2 separate regions of the Mus musculus genome follow, and region 2 is linked to region 1. The links are chromatin contacts, called in public Hi-C maps. All regions are on one chromosome and are shown on one strand. Each heading gives the region's core, a stretch centred on a gene start, on an enhancer-like site or on the middle of the called end of the contact. The rest is flanking DNA. Distances are from core to core; before and after follow the strand shown.

Region 1 (5,679 bases), core at 1,241-3,740:
CGTATAGTTTTCCTCTAAAACAGAACGGAGCAGTAGGCGTGGGACGGTAAGACAACCCCACGCTTAACCTTGAACTGGCCATGAAACATACCATCTAAGACTTTCAAGAGACAGGAAGGAAGGAGCGTCTGAGTGACGGCAGCTGTCTCAAGGTTGCCAAGTGGGATAGGCGTTCAGGGCTTCTTAGGGGTAAATCAGAGTGCAGGGGCCTGGGGCTGAGTGTTACATTCTCCCCAGAAGATTTAACCAATCCCCTGATGTGGGTTTGATAAGTCTGTCTGTCTCTGTCCCTCTGTGTGTTTGTGTGTATTTGTTCGTGTGTACATACATCTCTGTGTGCATGTACCTGTATACTTGTTCATTTGTATGTAGATAGGTATGTGTGTGTGTGTGTGTGTGTGTGTGTGTAGGTCAGTAGTCCAGGGCAAGCATCCTCCTCACTCTTGGCCTTATTGTTTTGAAACTTTTACTATTTTATATGTATGGGTATCTTGCCTGCACATATGTCTGTGTACCATGTATGTGCTTGGGACTGGAAGAAGTCAGAAGGAGGTACCAAAGCCCTTTGAACTGGAGTTAGAATCAGTTGTGAGCTGTCATGTGGGTGCTGGGAACTGAACCCATGTCTTCTGGAAGAGCACCCAGTGATCTTAACTGCTGAGCCATCTCCTTAGCTTTTCCCACATTGTTTTGTTTTTTGGAGACAGCATCTCTGACTACCCCCAAGGCTCATCAGTTTGGCTAGATTGTCTCTCCAGGGAACTTCAGGGGTCTCCTATCTCAGCTTCCCCAGTGCTGAGATTACAGTTGCCGGATGCCCAGTCCGGCTAGGGTGCTCCTGATCTGAACTCAGCCCCTCATGCTGGAACAAGACTTTACCATAAGCCGCCTCTCCAGCACTTGAGTTTGAGAATTTTAACACACTAGGCAGCACTGTGTGTCTAGGCATCTTCCTATGTCTAGCCCCAAGTGGGCTAGGTTTGAACATCTCCTGTAAGGAGGCCCCAGCTGCCGTGGGGAATGGCAAAGGGGTCTAGGCACACAGTGAAAGAACCAGATGGAAGACTGAGAGCATTTTGAAGCCTGATTGAGGGGCTGAAAGAGAGCCCCCATCTGGGACAGCTGCAGTTACCTTCAGCGTTCCCTGACCACCAACTACACAGATGTAAACTGATCCATCTGGAAAGACAAACAGCATTTTAAAATTCAAAATAACGTTTACTTTACAATATTTTCATATTAATGTCAACTTATTTATTTTAATTATATAACTTATTTTTAATTTTAAAATGTATTTTATTTATACATTTACTTTATCTAATTATATATAAATATAAATGTAGTTTATTTAATTAAATTAAAATTAATTTCTTGTGTGTGGATGTTTTACCTTCATGGATGGATGTCTGTGTGCCATGTGCCTGGTGCCTGCTGTAGGCCAGAAGAGGGCGTCAGATATCCTCTTAATGTGAGTCCTCTGGAAGAACAGAAAGTGCTCTTAACCACTGGCCTACCTCTTGGGCCCTTTGAATTTATTTTTCAATTGGTGTAGGATCATTGTACATATCTGGGCTGAGGAGATAATTCAGCACAGAGGGCTTCCCTAATATGCACAAAGTACCACAAAATAGTGAAAAGAAAATTGTACTACTTTCGTGGTTCTTTGGGTAAGTTCACACACACACACACACACACACACACACACGCACACACACACACACGCACAATTTAATGATCAAATAATTTCTGTGTCCCAAAGAAGCATTCAGCAGTTCCGTGTATTAGGAGTCTCTAAATTCTTCGTAGCTTGACATTCAAAGTAACATTTGTATTTTGTCATTGTTGGCTGTCCGGTAACTGGATATGTAGAGCAGGCTGACCCAAGAGACACAGAGATCTGCCTGCCTTGGTCTCCTGAGCGCTGGACATGTGTTTGCCACCACACCTGGCCTGGGTATCCTTTCTAAAGGATGCGCTAACGCTGGTAACGTGCGTTTGAAATGTGCGTTTTTCCCTCCACAGTGGTGGAGCTCAGGCTGGAAAATTGAGCTGCTCTTCTTCTGGGTGTTTATTTGTCGGATTCACAGTCGAACCACCAGGTTTGGGAGGGGGGTGGGCTATGGGCAGTTTCACATCACTAAAGATTCTTGCTATTATTAAACAGAAGAAGTGCGCGCGTGCATGTGTGTGTGTGCCTGTGTGTGTGTGTGTGTGTGTGTGTGTGTGTGTGTGTGTGTGTGTGCACCTCTCCAGAAAGGACTCTTGCAGCAATGCGGGGGAACAGCCTTGAAAAAGGCTTTTTGCTCCATTTTTCTCCAGTCCTGGTCGGCGAGCCTTTGCTAAGGTAAACCAGGAGCATCCAGAGCAAGTCCCAAGCAGTGTAGCTTACAACATCTTCCTTTTTATGCAGGACCCCTTAGGCAACAGGTCTCAGTTCCCCTCTGTCACCACAGACCTGCTGAGTGACTTTGGCGAGCCAGTAGCTACTCTGCGGATGTGGGAAGAAAATCTCTTCTGACATGTCCAGTGTGTTCCGTGCCAGACATGCAGTGTGAGGGCAGGCTTGATGGGACGGCGGATGCTCCCTTGAGTGGGCGGTAACTTCTTGCCAGGAAAGCCCCCATCTGGAAAACACCCCATGTTTCCAACCTTCCGTGAGATCTGAGTGCTCTTTCTCTCTCCTACTTCTCAGAGTATACAAGGAGCTGAGGGAACTGAGGCCCGAGTGCGGAAGTAAAGTCGCCCCACACAGGAACTGGGGCCCAGGGCTCCTTAGTTACCACACAGAATACTCCTCCTTTGTAGGTCCTTTGTCCCTTGATTGTGCACTTGCTGAGAGAAGAGCCGTCAGCACTGAAGGAAACACAGAGCTGGGCCAGAGCCAGAACTTTCAAGGTTTTCAGATGGCATCAGATGGGAAAAGCAAGAGGCTCAGGATGCGTGGGACATGGTTGCTATGTCCATGATTCTTGATGAAACCCCCGGAATGGCAGCCAGGAAGGGTAACCAGAACACAGGCCTGTCCCCAGCACCTGCATGGGTGTGCAGTCAGATGGCACAGTTATAGGACATCGAGGAAAGCAATTTTCCTGTCCCATAAATCCGGGGACAAGTAGGATTCTGGCAGGTATAGGGAGCATAAAGGGCTGAGGGTGGCACAAGCGAACATAGCTCTGAGGAACAGATATACGAAGGTGATAAAGCAAGGGCCTGGGAAGGTGTGCGCAAGACTCTGCCTCCCAGTGTGATCTGAGCACAGAACATGGATCCCAGAAAGTTGTGGGCATGGACAGAGCCGAGCAAGGTGTAGCCTCATTGCTATTTAGGGTGAGAGGTCCAAGCTCTGCCATCTAGGTCGGAGGCTCAAGTAAGCCATGATGAGAGCCACACTGTAAATGATGGTTGAGAGAGGAGAAGGTTGAGATATTGAGTAGGAGAAAAGGACTGGAAAGATGGCACAGTGCCTTAAGTCATGTACTAGCCATGCAGAGGACCTGAGTTCAGTTCCCAGCACCCACACAACTGCCTGCAACTCCAGGGCATCCCATACCTTCCTCTGGAATTCTGAGGCTCCTCAACTTACGCATACCCAGCCCTAGACACATATGCACATAATTAAAAATAAGATAAATCTTTCCAAAAGTCGGGGTAAACAAGTCAGAGGTTAACTGGGTGTCAGTGACGTGATGGAGCATGAAACGCTGAGGTGTAGAGTGAGGTGCTGCTTCTGTGAGGATCTTGGGGTCCAGGAGCAACACTGCCAACAGCCCTGCCAGAATGTCATTTATGAGATGGTCAGGACGAAAAGGCTCCCACGTGCTACTCACTGATTCCAGACAGAATTCAGAACACCTGTCCCAGGAGAATCGGAAATGTCCTTGGCTCTCAATCTAGCCTGTGTCTGGCTCGCCAGCAACATGCTAGGGAAAGTTGAACCTAGAGTATTTTGTGAGGTGGGGGAAGTTTTTGTTTTTCCCTTACATTTTGGCCTATCCTAATGTTAGGGTTTGGGGATCTATTTGGATGACAAAAAAAAAAAAAAAAAAAAAAAGACATTTAGTGACAACCATGGGATACATCTAGATGTTGTTGCTAATTACACATTATCCAGAGGGTGGGTGAAGCCTGACAGTTTGGTCTAACATGATTAAGCAGTGGTTTAAGCTTGTCAGGTGTGGTGGCTCACTCCTGTAATCCCAGCACTTACAAGGCAGATGCAGGCAACCAGGAAGGAGTTCAAGGTCGGCCATAGCTATGGAGCAAGTCTGAGCGTGGTCCCAGTGCCACAACATAAAACAAAACTCTTCATATAGTCAGCCTTCATGTATCCAGTGGGTTTGTGGGGTAACTGCTTTTCTTCTTCCTCTTTGTTAGGCCACTTTGTTATTTCTTTGTTCTTAACATACACAGGGGCCAGGACAAGCAAGATTGGAGAAAGTCAGTTCTGGATACAAGTACTCACTGGCAACAAAATGTAAGAATGGGGATGACCTGGGATAAGGCTTTTGCATGCTCTTCTGCCTGGGAGTTGCTCTGACCTTCGGGTTATCATCAGAGCAGGTGTCATGTGTGCCGTATCTGGTCCCCTGTATCCCATCTCTATCTCATCAGATACTCTTGATCTTTTCCTCTGGGAGCTAACAATATACAAATCAGACCAGAGAGACAGATAGTCCAGGCTGAAAAGATTCTAAGGTTTTCTAACCCACCCAAAGATAACTACTATATAACACTAATACCTCAAGCAAAATGAGGTATTCAACTTCCCTTTCCAGACCTTGGGGATCTTAGACAGCAAGCTCTTTCACTAAAGGGCTGTAAATGCCTGAGGAGAGATGTCTGCAAGAGATAGACATGAAGATGTGCCATATGGCTGGTCCTTTCTCCACCTCTGCAGAGATCAGTTTTGGTCATAATTAAAATTACTAATTCCCTGATGGAATTAGTAGCATCAGGACATTCCAATTTAGATGCAAATCACAGAATACCCTTGACCTCAGCCATCTTGTCTCTTTATTTAGGCAATTTTCTGTGTTTTCATTCCTTCTTTCAAAGAACATGATTGGGCTATCACATGCTGGATGACACAGAATGCCTGCTGCTAAGGGGAAAGGTCTCCTCTGGCACCTGTGAAGCTGGCAGCAGCAACAGTTGCTCTTGCTTTTGCTTTTGTATTCCATTTCCCTGCTCAGTGTTCACCCTAGAGAGGCTGGTTAGAGCGTGCTTTGCCATGTCCTGCATATCTGTACGGAAGGCAGCCGCCACTACCCAATCACAGGGTCTAGCTTAAAAAAAAAAAAAAAAAACCCTGCACGGTGACCATAACCAGTAGATGTACCAGCATGGATGGGAGAGATCCCACAAGCCCCCACCCCTAGGTGAAGAGTGATAGTCCATCACTTAATGCATGCTAAAGGTGGGAGAGCCAGTTTTCTCCAGGGATGAGCCCCTGATAAGTTACCTAGTCCTAAGGAGTCGGTTCTAAACACAGAGATACCTCGGAGCCAGACTGAATGGATACGGTAAGTAATGAAGAGGTAACGAATTGTAGAGAGAATGGGGGCAGGGGCACAGGACTGGGTGAAGTGAAGTGGAAAGAAGAAGAAGTAGGAGTGAGGTAGATACAGTGCATTCGTGAATGAGTTTTGAAAAATATTGTAAATTAAAATGAGAAAGAGA
Region 2 (5,679 bases), core at 1,695-4,194, 84 kb after region 1:
CTGCACTTGAGTTTGGAGGCTGCTGCTTGGCAGGCTGGGGAGGCTGAGCAAAGCCTCCAAGAGTCCATTTTCTCTTTTTAGGCAGGAGTGAAAGAGGCGTGAGGATTGTCTCATGGGTCGGTTACTTTACTTGGCAAAAGACCTGAAGATAGCAATGGTTCTAGACAGAGACGGGATATGGGTACCATTTCAACAATGTGTGAACCAAGCAGCCATAAGGTTTTATAAAGATGGCCAGCTTCTGTGGCTGAGATCGAATCAGATATTGCTAGGGGGGTGCTGAATTGTTTTAAGAAGCTGTGGACAGAGAAAAGACCCAGTCCTCCAGGTCAGAACCCAGACACACCATTCCCTAGCTGTCGGCACCTGCTTCCTCCCTCTGGTGCTCTCTCAACACAGGCGTTTTCTCAGGTTTTGTCTGCCTCCCTCACAGAAACAACTCATCCACAGAGTCTGTCTGGATGCTGACCTTCCAATGCTCATGACAACACGGAGTATGGGAAGGAGACACAGTCTGCCCTGTAAGGCTGTGTGGGTTCACTTGGCCCTGGGCATTAGAGCCTAGGCCAAGGGTTTTTCATCTTTACAGTGGTGAGGAAGCACAGCACCGCTGTTTACAGAACTTTGTGAATTTGCCCAGTGCTCACAGGCTGGCAGAAGTGTGCCAAGCACCCTGAAGCAGGCCAGCGGCAGTGGGTCAGTGGGTTGAGTGCATTTCTGACTCACAAAGGTTTCAACTTAGGAGTTGATCGGGCTGCAGCTCTACTGTAAGTTCAGGCTATTTCAAGTAAGTCTTGTTGCGAGTAGCTTTGCTACCCCACCTAAGCTCCTGGGAAAGCGCCCTTGACCACCTGCTTGTAGGAGTGCCCTGTGTGGCCACTTTATTCGAGATCTCACACAGCTGGTCACCTTTTATCCATCAGAAGCATTACAAACTCTGTGTCTCCTCTCCTTCCATCTGTCTTCTTGCCTCCAGGGACCAGGAAGTCTCGCCTATTCGTTCTGCCCAGCAATTGGCCCATGGCTTCTTTACTGACAGATCAAGAACCAACTGGGAGCAGAACCTCAGCATCAGAACCACCCCTACAAAGTCTTCTTGGTCCCTTTCTGATAAGCCAGGTGTGCTGCCTAGTTCTGTGTCAACTTGATACAGCAAGAGTTATCAGAGAGGAGGCAGGCTCAATTTGAGAAAAAGCCCCCCTAAGAATGAGCTATTGGCAAGCATGTAAGGCATATTCTTAATTAGGGATTGATTGGGGGGGGTCCTGCCCACTGTGTGTGGTGCCATCCCTGGGCTGGGGGTCCTGGTTCTATAAGAAAGCAGGCTGAGCAGGCCGTGGGAAGCAAGCCAGTAAGCAGCACCCTCTATGGCCTCTGCATCAGCTTCTGCCTCCAGGTTCCTGCCCTGTTTGAGGTCCCATCCTGTCTTCCCTCAGCGATGAACCTGATAAGCCAAATAATTGCTTTCTTCTCCTACTTGGTTTTGGTCATGGCGTTTACCACAGTGATAGGAACTCTTAACTAAGACGCTAGGACCCAGGTCATCTGAGGCAGGCTATGGGTCCCCTCATTAAACAGGTAGAGCTCAGAGGGCAGGCATTATGATTCTTAAGAGAATGTTTTACTGGGCTTGGAGACACAGGTTTGTAATCTCAGCTGTTCAGGAGTTAGCAGAAGGATTACAAGTTCAAGACCTGCCTGGGCAAGTAGGTAGACCCTACCTCAAAATACAAAGTCAAGCTCTCTCGCTTGGCTATATATACCTTCAAAGAGATAGAGGAGTAGAGACAGGGCTAGTTGGAAACAGGAAGGGAGAAACAGTAATTGTGGGGAAAGGGTTAAGGGGGTGGTGGTGGGTATTTTTAAAGTATGTTATGCACATCTATGAGGATGTAAGGGAAAAAACCCAAACTAAAAAAGGGCTGGGCACATAACTTGGTATGTAACTTCATACTTGCCTAGCGCGCATGAAGCTGTAGGTGCACTAAGATAGAAAACAATGGCTGGAAAATAACTGGTAACAGTCTGTTACCATAAGCTTTTCTTTTGGTGTGAAGACAGCATCGCACCACTGAACTGCATTCCCACCTGGGCTCTGCCTATACAGGTGAGCTTCCGCGGCATTCCCGCCTGGGCATGTGTCAGAATTTCCTTTTTCGGGCTGCGTGGTAATACAGTTTCTGGTGGCTTTCTTTTTGGAGTTAGACATCTAACCATTGGCACTGCATAGATGAGGACAATTTTGAGGAAGGTAGAATCCCAGGAGCTAATCCCTAGTCAGGTGGAGAACAGGTTAGACCAGTGGTTCTCAACCTTCCTAATGCTGTAGACCCTTGAATACAGCTCCTCGTGTTGAGACTTCTAGCCATAAAATTTCCTTGATACTTCATAACTAATTCTGCTACCATTATGAATCATGTGTAGGTATCTGATATGCAGAGTATCTGATATGTGACTTCCAAAGGGGTCACCACCCACAGGTTGAGAACCTCTGGGTTAGGCTGTCTGGATCCTGCTGAATGGATTCCTATGCTGTGGTGAGTTATTGGGCCCTATAAGGACGAGGCTTCCTTGTCATTGCCATGTCTGGTGCTCTCAGTCTTGCCCTGCACCCGAGACGTGCAGGCCCATGCTGCCCTCTGTGCCTCCTGTTGCTGTTCCCTCATGACATGTCCTGGTCATCGTCAGTGGTCCTCAGTGCTATCTCAGAATTGCTGCCGTGCCCTTCTTAGTCCCCAGCATGGCCTGGAACACTGGCCGGATTGTTTGTTGTCCACATTTGATCTCAGGAAGCACAAAAGAGAATAGGAAAGAGCTGCCTGGCTCTGAGTTATCTGCTTAGAATCATTCCAAGAATCAGATGGCTTATGCAATAAGTTGACGCCTTCCATTATTGTCAGCTGAGGCCTTGGGGGTGTCTTACCCAGTTCCTGGAAGAAGACATCCTCGGGTCGTAGTGAAAGGTGGCAGAGCACCCCTCTCAGGCATCGGAGCCTTGCACAGAAGAACGCTCAACAATGCTCATGTCTTCCCAGGCATGCGTTTGCACTTGCACTGGCCTGAGGAGTTCATAGCTGCTTAAGTTCAGAGTCTCCCTCCTTGCTTTCGAGGTCTGTCCCCATGGGGTTGAATTAAATGAAGACAGAGCAGTGAGAGCCAGGAGCAAGCTTTCCATGGACCTGGTGGGAGAGGGTGTGTGGACTGAGCCTGATGCTTGCAGATTCAACCAAAATGGATAATATGTATAAATGTAACATGTTATATTATGCATATCTCCCTTGCATCTGTACTGGCCATGTAAGACTTCTTGGTATTCCATGAAGAATATGCTATGGGAATTCTGTATCATTAACTTTGTTCCGGACACTGTAAGGAATCTGGAGATAACTTCAGGAATTCAGGAGGAGTGTGTAAGTTACCTGCAAAGGCCGTGCCACCTTAAAGAAGAACCTGAGCCGTCTCAGACGCTCTTGTCTTTGGGAGGTCCTGGATCAAGCACATATACAGGCCCAGCCCTCTGGTGCATGTAGAGGGACTATTGTAGTTTGAAGAACTCTTAATTAAAGGTTTAGATTTAGAAAATGAAAACAGACATGTTTTCATGACAGGAAAGGGGAACCATTTGCTAATCAAAACAGGTTGCCTGTTTTTAAAAGCTCGGGCCCCCAGGAGCTAATTCTCTCCACTGAGCCCCTCTACTGCCCCCCTTGCGAATCTCTCAGCAGCACATAGGGGCAGCACACCCTACCCTGGAGGGGGGAAGATGCAGAGCACCGGAAGCTGGCCGCTTGCCAGGGTCACACCAGGCGCTGGGGTGCTCGAGGGCAGCTTAGCTGCAGGCTCTGACAGAGTGTACTCTCAGAGTGTTCCTTCTGACGCATGTACGGTTTCTTATCCGTGCCCTTGACTGCGGTTGGTGTTTTGCTCCCTTGTATTCTGCCTCACTGTTTGCTTTGTCTTTGTGGAGTGGATTTTATTAAGGGAGGAAATGTTCCCGGGTGGACCAGATTAGTGTCTTCCTGAACTTCGTACCAAGGTGGCAGAAGACATGCCAGCTTGTTTTCTCTGAGCAGAGGACTTGCAGGGTGCTTCAAGGAACATCTGGGAGGTGGCCCAGCAGCGGGGAAAGTGTGAGCTTTCTGGGTCAGGATTGTTACACTTGTTTTCGGTAGCTTCGGCATTTCCTTGGAACAACACTAGCTGGAATTTTCCATGTGGGCTTCACCTTTAGAAGTGGGGAGAGGGTGGTCAATTAATGTTTCTTCCTTGTCCCGGAGGTACTCGCAATTGAGCTATTAATGTGTTTTTTTTTTTAAGTAATTTTGCCTATGAATAAATAACTTTCATCGAAGAACATCTTCTTCCTTCTGTGATGTATACATTGCTGATAGGGGTTAAGATTAAAAATCTCTTAGAGCTGAGTGAGTTGGTACATGCCTGTAGTCCTAGCTACTCAAGATACTGAGGCAGGAAGATCACTTAATCACATAAATTTGAGACCAGCCTGGACTATATAAGGAAGCAAACTGAAGCAAATTAAAATTTGAATCTTAAAATCAAAGGTTGCCTGACTTGCAGTGTAGGTCCTGACATCAACAGAGACCACCTGGAGGGGGTGCTTTAAAGATACCCAAGTTAATTCTCTTTTTTAATAGAAGAGGAGGCTGGCTGGTGCAGTGGTTAAGAACACTGACTGCTCTTTTAAAGACCCTGAGTTCAATTCCCAGCAACCACAAGGTGGCTCACAACCATCTGTAATGGGATCCGATGCCCTCTTCTGGTGTGTTTGAAGACAGCGACAGTGTACTCACACATAAAATAAATAAATACAATTAAAAAAAAAAAATAGAAGAGGAGGCTCTGAGATACAAGGCTCACAGAAAGATAATCCTCCTAACTATTAGGTAACCCCTTAGTGATATGGAAGGCGTGCCATGGGAGTCCATGTGACCCCTGTGCTGTGTGCTGCCCAGCAGGGGCTCTTTCTCTGTCTTACTGGAGTCACAGTGGTGGGAGAGGTCAGTGATGCTGTCCCAAACAACTTGGCTAAGTGGCGGCTTCCCTGGCTTTTTGGCCATGAGGAAAGCAGCTAATACAGTGGTTCTCAACCTGTGGGTCGGGACCCACTTGGAGTCCCAAATTATGTGTTTATATAATGATGCATAACAGTAGCAAGATTGGGCTGCAGCGATGGCTCAGTGGTTAGGAGCACTGACTGCTTTTCCAAAGGTCCTGAGTTCAATTCCCAGCAACCACATGGTGGCTCACAACCATCTGTAATGGGATCTGATGCCCTCTTGTGGTGTGTTTGAAGACAGCTACAGTGTACTCACATTTATTAAAATAAATTTTTAAAAAAGTAGCAAGACTATAGTTATGAAGTATTAATAAAGTAATTTTAAGGTTGGGGGTCACCACAGCACGAGGAGCTGTGTTAAAGGGTTCCAGCATTAAGAAGGCTGAGGATGAAATACCTGGATTTTTTTTGTTTGTTTATTTTGGAATGTTTGCATATACATTATGAAATACTGCAGGGATGGAACCCATATCAGAACACAGAATTTGTCTCGCATATACCATGCAGACATAACTCAAGAGTAATTGTGTGCAGTCTTTTAAATAATTTTGTCTGTGAAGTAAGTTTCAAGGTGTGGAATTTCTTACTTGTGAGATGGTGTG

Evidence for each region. A called contact is a pair of places that touch in the nucleus more often than the background predicts.
Region 2: a Hi-C map of CD8 T cells shows a contact between it and region 1, with 3 times the contacts expected there. The contact joins two enhancer-like sites. A contact is called at or near these places in 2 of 39 promoter capture datasets (liver and neural stem cells), 22 of 484 Hi-C or Micro-C datasets (8-cell embryo, B cells, CD8 T cells and 13 more) and 6 of 115 datasets of contacts at active chromatin or transcription factors (the HPC-7 cell line, bone marrow-derived macrophages, embryonic stem cells and 2 more).

Annotation. Positions count from the first base shown.
Region 1 is chr1:39,500,227-39,505,905 of GRCm38.p6, reverse strand. No RefSeq gene overlaps it. Among named protein-coding and RNA genes, the nearest start is that of Gm24826, 16 kb to the left of the region's middle. Within about 2 kb of position 2,490, at least 74 of the 459 cell types and tissues checked have an H3K27ac peak or open chromatin away from gene starts, as enhancers often do. A contact at or near this core is called in CD8 T cells and microglia, where this site is marked.
Region 2 is chr1:39,416,181-39,421,859 of GRCm38.p6, reverse strand. All of the region lies in intron 2 of Tbc1d8 (TBC1 domain family, member 8), which reads left to right. Among named protein-coding and RNA genes, the nearest start is that of Rpl31, 51 kb to the right of the region's middle. Within about 2 kb of position 2,944, at least 82 of the 459 cell types and tissues checked have an H3K27ac peak or open chromatin away from gene starts, as enhancers often do. A contact at or near this core is called in CD8 T cells and microglia, where this site is marked.